Linked DNA regions of Mustela erminea: region 2 is linked to region 1. A link is a contact called in public Hi-C data. All regions are on one chromosome and are shown on one strand. Each heading gives the region's core, a stretch centred on a gene start, on an enhancer-like site or on the middle of the called end of the contact. The rest is flanking DNA. Distances are from core to core; before and after follow the strand shown.

What was found. A called contact is a pair of places that touch in the nucleus more often than the background predicts.
Region 2: a contact with region 1 is called in a Hi-C map of spleen, with 4 times the contacts expected there. The contact joins the enhancer-like site here to the promoter of PNO1 in region 1. A contact is called at or near these places in 2 of 3 Hi-C or Micro-C datasets (skeletal muscle and spleen).

The regions. Positions count from the first base shown.
Region 1 is chr7:86,921,254-86,923,953 of mMusErm1.Pri, forward strand. It overlaps PNO1 (RNA-binding protein PNO1), which reads left to right and starts at 1,436. Exons shown (of 5, transcript XM_032353693.1): 1 at 1,436-1,699; 2 at 1,871-2,020. The coding sequence starts at 1,436.
Region 2 is chr7:87,001,548-87,004,247 of mMusErm1.Pri, forward strand. No RefSeq gene overlaps it. Among named protein-coding and RNA genes, the nearest start is that of PPP3R1, 52 kb to the left of the region's middle. Within about 2 kb of position 1,319, the one cell type or tissue checked has open chromatin away from gene starts, as enhancers often do.

The DNA.
Region 1 (2,700 bases), core at 186-2,685:
AGTCTCATTCACATGCCTGGGATTACAGGCAATGAAGTGGTAACTCGTTGAAAGAATAAATGGTTACGGGGCTCCTAGGGTGGCTCGGTCGGTTAAGCGTCTGCCTTTGGCTCAGGTCGTAATTCCGGGATCCAGAAATCGGGTTCCACATCCGGCTCCCTGCTCCGCTGAGAACCTGCTTCTCCCTATACCTCTCTTTCTTCTGTTTCTCATGAATAAATAAAGAGAAATATTTTACAAATAATAATAAATGGTTGCGTTGTCTCCTCCCATTACAGTGCAGGCATCCTGGAGCCTGCCTTGTCTCTGCTTGTATGAAAGAATATTTTATTATTTACTATTTATATTATTACTTAAATCGACCCTCCATAAACAACTGCTCACCGCCTAGAACCTCGAATTTAGATACGAAGTCTTAGTGTCACTTCCCAGAGACCTCGTGGTGGAATGGAAGAGTGGCTGCAGGAAGGGGCCAGCAGGGAGATGCACTGGCCAGCCGAGAATTCAGGACTCGAACCAAAGCCTTTTACGTCGGAAGTATTCCTCAGTTTGCGATCTCCTTCGCTGGTTCCGCGCAGCTCGAGCTGTGCTTCTGGCGGACGCTGGACGGAGGCTGGGGCAAAAAGAAATGCAAACTTCCCCCACCCCCGGATCCGCACTCGCCCCCTCACCAACGGCAGATCCTGGACCTGGGCAGTCTCGCCCGGCACCCACCTCCCGAAGCAGCTTTAGGTCCCCGTGCTGGATCTCGTACAGTTGGATGACGCCGGTGCCCCGGGCGAAGTTGCCCATGGTCACAAATTTGGCGCTGCAGGGCACCCATTTACAGTCAAATACCGTGTAGTTGAGTCCCTTCTGGATATGGGCGATGATCTGAGGTTTCTCGAAGGCCGACATGGTCCAGCCGGTTTCCCCTCCAAGCAGCAGCACATCCAGAGCCTGACAAAACACTAACCGGGAAACCAAACTCGAAACACAAACGACAGTTTCTTCCCCCCCACACCCCCCCGCCCTTGCCGTAGTCGCCTTGTTCGCCCTGGCAAGGTGGGTTTAGTTGTCTCAGATAATGCCTGATGCGCTACTGAAGTCAAGCCGATAGTTCTTCACTGAGAGCACAAATCTACTCATCGTCTTTACCTACTACCATTCCCACATACACATATTGGAGATGGCAATTGTTTCGGCTGTGAGTGGTGGAGCCAGAGGGGCACCACAGAAATCAGGCATAAATTAGGATGTCCCCGCCTTCCTACCCCCCCCGCCCGCGCAAACGCACAAAACCCTCCTTCAGGTCCCCTGCGTGGGACTTCTTGGGAAACGGGGCGGAGGCCTGGGGCTGGTTGGCGGACGCTGGACCCTGCGTGGCGCGCCTGCGCGGTGCGGCGGCGCTCGCGTTCGAGCCGGAAGCACATGTCGGAGCTGGAGATAACCGGGCATGGAAACGGAGATGGAGGCGCAGAGCGCGGGGGCCGAGGACGGCTTCACCCAAGTCACCCGCAAGGGTGGCCGGCGGGCGAAGAAACGGCAGGCTGAGCAGCTGTCCGCCGCGGGGGACGGCGGGGACGCGGGCCGCATGGACACGGAGGAGGCCCGGCCCGCGAAGAGGCCCGTTTTCCCTCCCCTCGCCGGGGATGGATTCCTGGTACTAGCGGGGACCGTGGGACGGGAAAGGGACCGGAGACAAAGGTGGGCCAAGCCGGTGGTCTCTGCGGGATGTTGAAAGTGCGGGGGCTCTTCTTTACTGACGTCCTTGTCTTGCACGAAGTTCATTTTTTCAGTTAAAGAAAGCTTCTTGTGGAAGAGCCGTCAGTTTACAGCTCCACCTCCATCCCTCGATCCATCTCCGGACTTGTGTGTTCTTTTATTGTAGAGTGGGAAAGAAGAAACAAGGAAAATTCCAGTCCCAGCTAACAGATACACGCCATTAAAAGAGAACTGGATGAAGATATTTACTCCTATTGTAGAACATTTGGGACTTCAGATACGGTTTAACTTGAAGTCGAGGAATGTAGAAATTAGGGTAAGGAGAATGTCAACCATTTCGCAATATATTAGGGTTTCTTTTTTCTACAGGGGTGAAAAAGCGTGAATAGACTTTCCTTAATGGGACTTATTTTGTTAAGTGGTCGTTATGCAGTTTTCTCAAGTAGTATAGTGAGTTTGAACTTCTTGAATGTCTTCAAAATCTGCTTCAGCACAAATGCTAGTTGAATTCATAAGGTGGACAAAAGGTCATAACCAAAATATTGGTTATGCCTGTGCGTGTATTTTATGATGCTCTTAGCAGAGCCGGATATGGGGCTGGATCCCAGGACCCTGCAATCATGACCTGAGCTGAAAGCAGCCACTTAACTGAGACACCCAGGTGTCCCTGAACTTGCCTTTTACATAGGGATCTAAGTCCCAAGTTCATCTGACCAACTCTGAACCTTTTTATGTCCACACCTGTGGGGGACTTTGCTGTTTGAAGAAAGCCCTCTACTGCATACTCTGTTTTCCAGCCTCGATTCCAGGCATCCCTTGGAGTCTGGCTCAAGTGCTTTTCTTCTTTACGATTGCTGTGTGTTTCAGTCCTTTCTGCGGAGCCTAGACTCTTACTGTGCTTGGCTGTCTTACGACTCGCAGAGGCATCAATTTGGATTCCACTCACACCTGTTGGGACTGCAGGATGCCAGGCACACAGTGGTGCTTTGGCATGCC
Region 2 (2,700 bases), core at 69-2,568, 80 kb after region 1:
TATCAAAGACCGAGTTAGAGACTGCGTTTTCAGGACTATACACCTCGGACCTTTCCGGTTCGCCCGTGCAGAGAGAAAAAGCAGCGGCGAAAGGAACCCCATAAGGTTTGCAAACAGCACCAAAATACGAACAGGAGAGGGGAGAAGTAAGTGGCAGGATCCCTGCGAAGGCTCACTGCTGGAAAATGGAGTGGGAGAGAGAACAGCTCTGGAGAGAAAGTGGGTCTTACATAAAAAGCCATTTACCACGTATTATTTCCCCAGAATTCTGGAATGTGCCCGAACTTGAAGGAGTGAGTCTGGGGGTGGAAGGGGGGGCTCCACGTGCAGAAGGGTCCGTAAAGAAGTAATGCAGGGCGACGAGGGGCCAGGGCCTGGCGGAAGGCCGGGGAGGAGGGGGTCGAGGCCGGCGCGCGCGGAGGGAGGCGGCAAAGGGGCGCCCCGCGGGGGCGCGGGGGCGGGCGCGGGGGCCCCGCGGTCCTGTCAGGCAGCCGGCCCACCGCCTCCACCCGCTGCCGGCCGCCAACGCACCCGGACCGCTGAGGGCTCTCCCGGACCCTCCGCGGCCCCAGCTGGGCCGGGTCTCTCGAATTTTCCACTAGGGGAAGCCGGCCGGGGGTATCGAGGCTCGCCCCCGCCCCCGCCCCCGGCCCCGGCCCCGGCCCCGGCCCTGGAAGCGGCGGGCGGAGGAGGGATGGTGCAGTGGGGAAGCAAAGGTCTCACCATTTTGCTCGGCGGTCGGCGGCTCGCGCGGGAGGAGAAGAGTGTCGGCGCTCAGAAGGGCTCCCGCAGGAAGCGGCGGCGGCGGCCCAGCTGCGCTGGGCTGTGGCGGCTGCGGCCCTCGGGACGCCCGCGGGGGAGGGGGTGCAGGTTGGGGGAAGGGAGGCGGTGCCTCGGGGCCCGCGCCGGCCGGGTGACTGGGCACACGGGAGCGAGCGGGGAAGAAGAGAAATTAAGGTCGAGATTCGGAGACAGAGAGAGAGGGAGGAGAGACAGCGAGAAAGGGGAGAGGCAGAGAGGCAGAGAGGAAGGGGAGAGGGGGGAGAGGGGGCCAGGCGGCTCGTGGGGTACAGCCTAGCTCTCGCGCCGGAGCCGTGACGGACTCACTGCAGTGGCTCGCGCTGACCCGCAACCTCAAGGCACGAAAAAGGGGGAGGGCGGGAGAGGGAGGGGAAAGCGGAGCGCGGCGGGGCGGAGGGCGGGGGCGCGCGCGGAGCCGGCGGGGGGGCGGGGCTTCCGCGAGCGGCGCACATCCGGGAACCCGCGCGCGGGCTCCGCGGCGGCCGCCGGGGTGCTCTGGCGAGCTCTGGTTGGGGATCGCGGTGCGCGCGACCACGTTCTCCCCACCGTGGGCCGCCCTTTGCGTGCGGTGCGGGGGGAGGACAGGGACGGGGGCGCGGACGTCGGTGACGTCGCGTGGCGGAGCCCTTCCTGTCATGTGGCTGGAGGCGGGCAGGTGGGAGGAAGGCTGGATCGGGAGGAGGAGGAGGAAATGCGGAGGGTGCAGTGAGAGGGAGGAAGTGCGAGGGGTGCCCGAGCTGTGGGCGAAGGCGTACTTGGTTCCAGGAGTAGGAACCTCGTGGGGGAGGAGCCGCAGATGAGCGGCCTTAAGGTGTCAGAGCCACCCAGGCACCGCACCAAAAGAACAAAAACCAAAAAAGAGGACTATCCGAGCCCTGGAGCTAGAAGAGGATCCGTTTGCTCAGGATTGCTATCTTTGCATCAGTGTACCGACTTGGACCCACTACAAAATGGCTCGGCGCATCTAGACTGTTTGTTGTTACCCCGGTGCAGCACCCGCAGGCCCACACCCCAGTAAGAGCTGGCAGGGTCAGGAGCCAGGTTGGAAAGGCAGGGAAGAAGAGCCAAAGCTGGCTACAGCTTGAGACTTGAGGAGCCACAAAACAGCTGAGTGGAAGGACTGCTTCCCACTCCCGCAAAGACTTCCTCACCCAGTTCTGTATTTTCCTTAAAGCCTCCAAGCTGCCGTTTGACGAGGTGCCCAGTGTTTGTTTTTGAAACACATTCGAAGATAGATTGCCCACTTATCCCTTTAGTAGGGCTGTATCTACTTTGGTGGCAATTACCATTCCCAGAAAATTCAGGCTGTAATGGGAAACGCAAGAGCATAAGGAAGAAAGTTATTGGGGGCTGGGGCGGGGTGGGGGGGGGGGAGCCGATGGGAGAGATGTAATAAGGCTAGTGAAGAAAACATTTTGCAACTATTTTAACCATTTATTCCTTTTCAAATTTTTTATAATCTTGAGGCTTATGTGTATGAAAGACGGGGAGATAATGTTTTCTGAGTGGTCAGAAACTCCTTATTGACAAATCTTTTGAATAGTTTATAAAAAGGTGTAGTGTTTTTAAAGCAGTCTTGTTGACGCTTCTCACATAAGAGTGTTATTCTTTGTAGTAATTATTTTTCCATGATAAGGGTGCATCTTTTCTAAGAGGCTCAGAGTCGTGCCCTCGGTCTCTCTGTCTCTCCCTCTCTTTTTCTAAGAACTACTTTGTGTCCAGATGAACAAAGAAAAGTAACTAAAACATAACAAATTGTCTCATATGGTAAATGCTTCAAGGAAAGACCAAGAAATTACACTGTTTCTTCTGCTATTTAAGTTTCTTATATGTGTTGCTATTTATATAATAGTATGTTACCTTCTAAAACGGAAAATTCCCTAAGCTAAAATGTGTGTC